2 separate regions of the Rattus norvegicus genome follow, and region 1 is linked to region 2. A link is a contact called in public Hi-C data. All regions are on one chromosome and are shown on one strand. The core of a region is the stretch at or near the end of the contact, and the rest is flanking DNA. Distances in the headings are between cores, read along the strand shown.

Evidence for each region. Hi-C and Micro-C count contacts between places; a contact is called where the count stands out from the background.
Region 1: a contact with region 2 is called in a Hi-C map of the A7r5 cell line, with 5 times the contacts expected there. The contact joins the promoter of Cblc here to the promoter of Clptm1 in region 2. A contact is called at or near these places in 8 of 12 Hi-C or Micro-C datasets (the A7r5 cell line, the Rat2 cell line, Schwann cells and 4 more).

What each region holds. Positions count from the first base shown.
Region 1 is chr1:88,581,256-88,586,059 of GRCr8, reverse strand. It overlaps Cblc (Cbl proto-oncogene C), which reads left to right and starts at 1,351. Exons shown (of 12, transcript NM_001034920.2): 1 at 1,351-1,725. The coding sequence starts at 1,373.
Region 2 is chr1:88,447,546-88,451,987 of GRCr8, reverse strand. It overlaps Clptm1 (CLPTM1 regulator of GABA type A receptor forward trafficking), which reads left to right and starts at 2,941. Exons shown (of 14, transcript NM_001106232.1): 1 at 2,941-3,024. The coding sequence starts at 2,953.

The DNA.
Region 1 (4,804 bases), core at 102-2,601, 140 kb before region 2:
CATTATATTGGGGAGGGAATGAGGTAGATTCTCACATAGCCAAAACTAAATCTACGAACTTGATACATAGATGAAGTAGACTTGGAACTGGTAATTCCCCTGCCTCCACTTCCCAAGTGATGGGCTAACAGGCACAGGTCACTATATTTCATTTCTGTGATGCTGGGGAGGGAGCTTTGGATGCTCTGGACAAACACTCAGCAACTGAGCGGTAGCCCCCACCCAGCCCTTGTTAGGGTGTGTGTGTGTATGTCCGTGTGTGGTGTGTGTGGGGGTGTGTGTGCTTGTGAGTGGTGTGTGTGGTGTGTGTATGTATGTGAGTGTGCGTGTGTGTGCCTGTGGTGTGTGTCTGTGGTGTATGTGTGTCTCTCTGTGGTGTGTGTGTCTCTCTGTGGTGTGTGTGTGTGTGCATGTGTCTGTGTGGTGTGTGTGTGTGTGTGTGTGTGTGTGTGTGTGTGTGTGTGTGTGTGCACGCGCGCTCATGTGCTTACCCAGGGTGCCTTCAGTGGATAGAGGCTTCAGATCCCCTGGATCTGGAGTTTTTGCCAAGCAGTGAGGGAGAGGGAGGGAGGGGGGAGGGAGATGGGGAGAGGGAAGAGGAAGAGAGGGGGGAAGAGAGGGAGAAAAGGGAAGAGGAGGGGAGGAGGAGGGGGAAGAGGGTGAAAAGGAGAGAGAGAGCGAGAGAGGGAGAGAGCGAGCAGGCAGACTGAGGAGGAGTCAGTACCCGGTCTAGCTGGGGCGGTGACTGGCTTACTGGGTGCCCTGAGTGCCCTGGGACAGAGAGAACTGTGTTCACGGCGCCCTCTGGTGGCTGCCTGAAGCACGTCGGGGCCGACCCTACAGGTCTGGCAGGTTGGGGTGCAAACCTGCCCGGCAGCCACTTCCTGCAGTCCTGTGCATTCCTGAACTTCACTTTCCGCCACACCCCTTTCACCTCTTTTGAAAATCTGGGTACTTAAACTGCAACTTAATTTCCCTTACCTGCCACGGGAGCCAGAGCTTCCCTCGGGGACAGAGTAACTACTTGACTTTCTGTTCTTAGGAGACTCAGCTCTCTGACCACCCTATAAGCAAAGACTGGCATCTTCAGCCACAATTCAGGAAGGAGTGCCTTGCTCCTCCCTGCAGAGTGTGGAGAACCGAGCACCCAGCGTCCTCACCTCTACCAGCCACCTCTTTCCTCAGACCCAGGGGTCCAGCTTCAGCCCTCTCCCCTCAGGCTCTCTAGCCTGGCCCATTTAGGGTTGCAGCCACCTGCAGTCCCCTCCCGGTCCTCCAGACCCCGCCCTCTTGCTCCCCTTTGGTCCCGCCCAACCTGGAGCCTTTCCCCGCCACACCCCTCCGTCCCAGTCCCAGGCCACCCGAGCGACCCATGGCTGCGGCTACAGCCCCGCAAGGGTGGCAGTGGGGAGAGCCACGCGCGCTTGGCCGGGCGGTAAAGTTGCTCCAGCGCCTGGAAGAGCAATGCAGGGATCTCAGGCTGTTCGTGGGGCCCCCGTCGCTACGGGACCTGCTACCCCGCACCGCACAGCTACTTCGAGAGGTGGCAAAAGCCCGGAGCGATAAGACCAGGGGAGACCCCGAGGGTCCCGGAGGCGCCGGTGATTTTCTGGTTATCTACCTGACCAACCTGGAGGCCAAAGGCAGGCAGGTGGCTGAGCTCCTGCCACACCGCGGCAAAAAGGACGCGAACCAGGATGTTTTCCCGGAGGGCTCCAGATTCAGGTGAGTGCTAACCTACCTCGGAGACAAGTCACAAACTAGTGATTTCCGGAGTGTGCCACCTGTTCCCTCAGACCCGGGAGTCCAGGCTCCAGCCTCCTCCCTCAGACCTAGGGGTCCAGGCTCCAACCCTCCTCAATCAGACCCAAGAGTCAAGACCTTTCTTCCATCAGACCTAAGGGTACAGGTCGAACCCTCTTCCCCATTTTCTCCTACGTTAAGCACCCCTGCCACCAGACCCCCTTTCTTCCTTTTGTGGATCAACTTGCATCTGGGGTCCAGGCATGTCTCTCCCCTAGAGGCCTTAGACACACACGGCCTTGTGAATGTAGGGAGCGCAGACTTCCTGTTGGGGAGGCAGGATAAGTGGACCCACCTGTCCAGCCTGAGAAACAGGCCAGCTCCCGCCCCTACCCCCATCCCCACCTGCCTGGGTTCTGTCAAGGACTTCAGTTCCAAGGACCTTGTACTTGCCTGCCCTCTCTGAGGGACAGCTGCACAGGCGAACTGGATCTGGACCCCAGAGCAAGGTCTAAACTGGTGATTTGAACCTGACTCCCTAGCCTTAGTCGTGGCTTGCCTGGCTTATGATGAAATATAACAAACTATAAATACTATATGTATACTATATGTGTGTGTATGTATGTGTATATACATTTGTATATGTGTGTGTATATGTATATGTGTACATGACTATATATAAAGAAAATGCAAATCTCTTCTTCTTCTTCCTTCCTTTCTTTCTTTCTTGTGTAGTTCCAGCTGGTCTTTAAACTCACTATGTAGACCAGGCTGGCCTCAAACTCACAGAGATCCACCTCCCTCTGCCTCCTGAGTGCTGGGGTCAAAGGGCTCAGCCACCACAATCAGCCCAGAGTAATAAACTCGTTCTTCTGTTTCGTTGGCTGATTGGTTGGTTGTTTGTAGTTGGGGTTTCTCTGTGTAGCCTTGGTTGTCCTGGAGTTCTCTCTGTAGACCAGGCTGGCCCAGAACTCACATAGATCCACCTGCCTCTGCCTCTCGAGTGCTGGCATTAAAGGCATATGCATCACCACTGCTCAGCTACACGGAATTAGCTTTCACTCTGTGTGTGAGGACACAGATCAGGGTCAGAAGACAGGTTGCCAGTGTTTTTAACAGCCCAACCAACTCTAGCCACAATTTTTACGATTTTTCTTGCTTTCTTTCAGCCTGCCTTGTTGCAGTCTGGTGTTTATTCCACAACCAAAGCACCTGCTGGAGAGATGGCTTTGGGCAGCGGTTCTCAACCTGGCAATCCAACCACCTTTCCACAGGGTTCCCTAAGACCATCAGAAAACACAGACATTAGCATCAGGACTCAAAACAGGAACAAACAGTTATGAGGTAGCAAGGAAAATATTTTTATGGTTGGGGGGTCACCAGAACATGCAGAACTGTATTAAAGGGTCTCAGCGTTAGGAAGATTGAGAACTACTGGCTTAGAGGTAGAGTGCGTACTGTTCTAGCGAGGACCAAAGTTCCCAGCGCAGAGGATGGGTGGCTCACAATCATCTGTAACTCCAGCTCCAAGGAACTGACCCCTCTTCTGACCTCCTCAGGAACCCACACTCATGTGCACATATCTATACACACACACACATATGCACATGCATGCATACATACACACACAAAATTAAAAACAAAAGGGAATCTTTAAAAAAAAAAACAGGCCAAGTGGTGGCGCATGCCTTTAGTCCTGGCACCCAGGAGGTACAGGCAGTGGGCAGGTGGATCTCTGAGTTCTCTGCGACAGTCAGAGCTACGAGAGAAACCCTGTCTCCCAAAACCAAACAAACAAAATACCAGTTTGTTACTCTAGGCTGATTGTGGTGCCAGAGCCCTTTGACCTCAGTACTCAGGAGGCAGAGGCAGGCAGATTTCTGTTAGTTTGAGGCCAGACTGAGTTTGATCCTGGAGAGAGAGAGAGAGGGAGAGAGAGAGAGAGAGAGAGAGAGAGAGAGAGAGAGAGAGAGAGAGAGAGAGAGAGAGAGACCTTGTAGTCTGAACCAGCCAGAGTTGCTGATGGCAAACCCATTGAGCTATACAGCTCTGCATTCTGGGAAGTGAGGTTGCTAAGAAACTGTCACAAGCCCTACAGACCTGGCCATGGAAGCTATTAGTATAAATGAGAAATATAATAAAATCAGCATGAACCAACTGCTAACCCAATATGCTATGCAGGTTTCTTTTGATTTTGAAAATGCTCGGGATGGAACCCGGGACCCTGAGCATGGTAGGCAGGGGCTCTACCACTGAGCCACGCCCCCAACTCCTCACTGGGGGATTCTAGGCAGGGGCTCCACCACTGGGCCACGCCTCTAGCCCCTTACTGGGGGATTCTAGGCAGGGGCTCTACCACTGAGCCACACTCCCAGCCCCTCACTGGGGGATTCTAGGAAGGGGCTCTACCACTGAGCCACGCCCCCAACCCCTCACTGGGGGATTCTAGGCAGGGGCTCTACCACTGAGCCACACCCCCAGCCCCTCACTGGGGGATTCTAGGCAGGGGCTCTACCACTGGGCCACACCCCCAGTCCTTCAGTATAGGATTCTAGGCAAGGACTTTACTACTGAACCCTGCCCTGAGCTGTGTTCTCTCTATGCTCATAAGGTGTGGTCAAGGCCCTCATTATTGTTGAGTGATTCAGGAGCTAAACTCCCATATTTATTTCCACTTCACAGGTGAGAAACTGAGGAGACTTGGGGAAAACATTCATTAATGATTTTCCAATACTTTCATAGCTGTTAAGTGTCCGAAAACCCGTTATTGCCTTCTACATCCTGATCTCAAACTCAGGGCAGCCAACACACTCACTCGTGTGGAAAGCAGTTCTGGGCATTCGCTGACCGCCAATGGCAGATGGTTATTTCCCGTCATATCAGTAGGCGAAACTTCTCCAGCCATAGCGGGCTATGGGCCTGTGCTGTGCTTGAATCTTAGCTTCCACAGTTCCTTCATCGATGAGGAAACGGAGGTGCAGAGAAGAGAGGCCTCCGAACTGAGATGGGCTGTTTTGTTGCATTGATTCAGTAGAGGAAATCTGGAGGCCTTGCACCTGTA
Region 2 (4,442 bases), core at 1,692-4,191:
TGTCCCCCATAGGCTCAGAGGTGTGGCCTGGTCTTCAGTTGGTGGTACTGTTTGGCGACACCTAGGAGGTGAGGTCTTACTGGAGGGAACAGGTAGGTCATTTGAAGTGGTCTTTGAGAGTTCAAAGCGCGCTCTCTTTCTCTCTCTCTGTTCTTTATACATTTAATTGAAGATGAGCTCTCAGTTACTTGCTCCAACCAGCATACCTGCTGCCTATGTCCCCCTCCCCCACAATGTACTCTCTCTTTGGAGTTACAGGTGAAAGTATACTCTTCCAAAACTTGCCTTTGGCCATGGTGTTATGTCACAGCAACAGGAAAGTAACCAATGCAGACTTCATCGGGAACTCTGTAAACCAGGCTGGCCTCGAACTCCGAGATCTGCCTGCCTCTGCCTCATATGTGCTGGGATTAAAGGCGTGCACCACCACCCTGCTGATTTATTTATTTTCTTATTTTATGAGTATTGGTGTTTTGCCTGCATGTATGTCTGTGTAAGGGTGTCAGGGAATCTGTGTCCTCTGGAAGAGCAGCCAGTGCCTTTAACCAGTGAGCCCTCTTTCCAGGCCCTTACGTGAAAGACTTTTTAGTTGGAGCTGCTGAGATGGCTTAGCTGTTCTTCTAGAGCAGCTGGGTTCCATTTCCAGGAATTACATGGCCACTCACGACAGTCTGTAACTTCAGTTCCAGGGACCTGGTGCCCTCTTCTGGATTTCAAGGACACTAGGCCCTAACAAAGTGCACATCCATACGTGAAGATATAAAATGATGAATCTAACTTTTTTTTTTTTTTTTCGGAGCTGGGGACCGAACCCAGGGCACCACTGAGTTAAATCCCCAACCCCACTTATTTTAAAACTATGTTTTAGTAGGGGTAGAGCCACTCTCAGCAATTAAGAGGGCTTGTTTCCAGAGGACAGCAGTCAGTTCTTAGCCCTCCTGTTGGGCAGCTCACAATTCTTTATTGAGACAGGGTATATGTAGCTATGCAGCTCAGGCTGACTATAAACTCAGAGATCTTCCGGCTTCTGCCTTCCCAGTGCTGGGACTAGAGTTGAGCACCAACATACCAGTCCCTGATTGTTGTCTAACAATCTTTGATTTTGTAGCCACTATAAAATTTGAGAGATTTTTGTAACTGATGTAATTCACTAACTTCTTAGCTAATAAAATTGAGAGTTTTTTTTTTTTCCACGTGGAGAGTTTAATGAGAGAAGAGTAGAGGGAGAAACAAAGGAGGCGGGCCATGGGCACGTGGAGGGAAAGAGGGAAGGATGGGGAGAGAAGGGACAGGGGACAGAGGGGAAGAGAGCAGAGAAGCAAGAGCAAAAGAGGGTAAGAGCAAATTGAGAGGTTTTGTAGCTAATGTAAAATCATGGTGTTTTTGTGTTGTGCCATGAAACCCCAAAGACCACCAAGGAGTTGAATCCAATGCAATCACATTAGGGTCTCTTTATTCAAGCTCTTGTTGAGGTGGAGCCTCAAAACTGGTGCTAGGTACTGGCCTGTTGGTTTACTTGAGTTCCTCCTTAGGACAGGTTCTCTAAGATGGAGTCTGAACCCAAACGATTTGGTCTGTCACTTGTTTAATGTGCTGGGACATAAACTGTAATCCCAGATAGCATTCTGAAGAATGAGACCGGAAGATGCCACTAATTCTATGCCTGCCACAGCCAGGATTTCATTTCAAGACCTTTCCCTTTACCCATCAAAATGAACAAGCAAAAAGAGAAAATACGGTTATTAATCAGGTTTGTGGCGTTTTATCCTCAGTATTCCAGAGGCTGAGGCAGGAGGGTCAGGAGTTGAGGCGGGTCTGAGCTACAATATGAGATCCTGTCTTTGTATTTAAAGATTCGAGGTTTGCCGGAAAGCATAGACCCCCTACTGGAAGACGAGTACTAAACTAAACAGCCTAAAAGCGGCTAGGGTCCGGGCTGGAGAGATGGTTTAGCGGTTAAGAGCATTATCTGCTCTTTCAGAGGTCCTGAGTTTACTTCAGCAACGGTGGCTCACAACCACCTATAAGGTGATCTGATGCCCTCGTGTGACATGCAGATATAGTATAAAATAAATACATGAACCTTTATTTTTAAAAAGTGGCTAGGGGTTGGGGATTTAGCTCAGTGGTAGAGCGCTTGCCTAGCAACCGCAACCCTGGGTTCGGTCCCCAGCTCCGAAAAAAAAAAAAAGAAAAGAAAAAGTGGCTAGGGTCCTATTTCCAGGTGCGGTGTCCGTAAGAAAGCAGATGCGTTGTAAGAATGAATGGAGAGACTACAATCTCCCGAGGTAGACGACTAAAGTTTAAAACAAGGAAATCGGGGCTGGGGATTTAGCTCAGTGGTAGAGCGCTTACCTAGGAAGCGCAAGGCCCTGGGTTCGGTCCCCAGCTCCGAAAAAAAAGAACCAAAAAAAAAAAAAAAAAAAGGAAATCGCATTAGAAGTGAAAATAACAAGGTAATGACCACCCCGTATGACGAAAAGTCACAGCCAGAAAGGGGGTTTCTTTTCAATAGGGGCGTGGCTCTAGTGGGTTGCTACGAATCGCTACGGTGGCCAGAAATCTCCGAAACCATCGACTGTAAAAACCGCGAAGAAACGGCAATCCGAACTGCGGTCGAATTGCTTGGAATGGCCATACAATCAAAAAAAAATCATCCAACTTGGCAGGGTGTACAAAGTAGAATCCATGAAAAGAGCATTTTAGACTAGAAAGTTCAAGTACTCGGAGAAGTCACTCTATGCTAGACCAAAACAAATATCCTGCGATGAAAAGAGGTGGAAGCGGAGTACGGTGGCCGAGACGGGTCTTCAAGAGGGCGTGGCTTGAGGCGCTCCGTTCAGATACGGAAGCCTGGCGGGGTGGGCTAAATGTGAGATCTCGCGCGATTGCGCTGGCGCCGTCGGGGACGGGGCGGGGCTGGCGGCGGGGGCGGGGACCCGGAGCAGGAAGATGGCGGCGGCGCAGGAGGCGGACGGGGCCGGCAGCGCCGTGGTGGCGGCCGGGGGAGGCAGCTCTGGTCAGGTACGGAGGCCGAGAGGTGCCTGAGGGGGCTCTTCCCCAGCGGGGGGACACTCCTGCAGGGAGTGTCTTGTCCTTTTTGGAGGAGTCGGATGCACCGGGGGCTCCATGCCCCAGAGGGACCTTGAATATTGGGCCCTGGCGGCGCCCGGCTGCCCAGGAGGCCGGACGGTGGCGGGAACCGGGCCCTGTTGCGCGCCAGGTCTCCTGCAGGCTCGCGCCGGGCGTCCAGCGGACTCCTTGCTCGAGCTGAGGAGAGGGTGGCGCGGAGGGGCGCAAACTTGTAAACCCAAGCGTCCTCGGTCCTCGAGTGACTGTGTGGTTCCAGGCTCCAACACTTTTCCTAGAGAGGTCTGGCGTTCTGGGTCCGCTCCGCAGTGCCTGAGATAGGGGGCAGTGATTGGTAGTTTTCAAGCTCAGGGCAAATACGGTAATTTGTGGTGGAGAAAGGGCATGGGCTGCGGAGGCGGACCGACCCATTTCACAGACAAGGATCCGAGGAATGAGTCGAAGGCGCTTGTAGAAGGTCACCCAGGTTAGCTTTGTTATTCGTTCTATGAAAAAGCTGACCGTGGGTGGTCTGGACTGAGATGGGCGCTTTTAACCTTAGCTGATCAAATAGAGAAATTGGTCCAGGCGCGTTTGCCTTCTAACCCATTACTACCCAAACTACACTGAGACTTCAGAGCGTACCAGTTCACTCAGGCACAGTGCAGGCTTCTGCTGGAATTGATGGAGTGACAGCAAGGTGCTGTCGACCCACCCACTGGGATGTCACTGACATGTAGGAGGAAGCTCAGGGGTGAGGAGGACCGACTGGGAGGGGTGCGTGAAGCTGACTGGATGTGACCTTGGACAAGTTTCTTCCTTTGGGTCTTCATTTCCCCAGTGGTTAATGGAGGAGTTGAGTGAGAGGCCCATACTTAATGGCTGTAAAGCTGTCTCCAGCCTTGTCCCTGCAGTCAGGGGAGTGGGAAAGGAGACTGTGTAAACATACTAGGGAAGTGACAGAAGTCGGGATGAGGAGATGAAGGGCTGTAGGATCTCAAAGACGGGGCAGATAGACTCACTTGAGGGAAGATACCGGGCTACAGCGATGAGATAGAACCCAGCTTTTCTGAGCTGAGTCTTTCTGGCATTTCCAACCAGACCTGGGGTACAAGCAGCTCAGGAAATTGTTGGTTTATCTCTGCTGGGATGAATACACTAGCTGGGTCTGCAGGGACTCCCTCTCTTCTGATCCTTGGAACTAGTTCCTTCAAGTTTCTGTTGACTACTGGGTGTCAGTGGCATGAGAGACCAAGACTTACACTGTGTTGAGTAGTCACATGTGGAGCCTCTCTGGTTCCCATCTCTGCGCTAAATCTTTTGTTTGTGACTTTCGTCAGGGTCTTCCTGTGAAGCTAGGGCTGGTGGTGGCC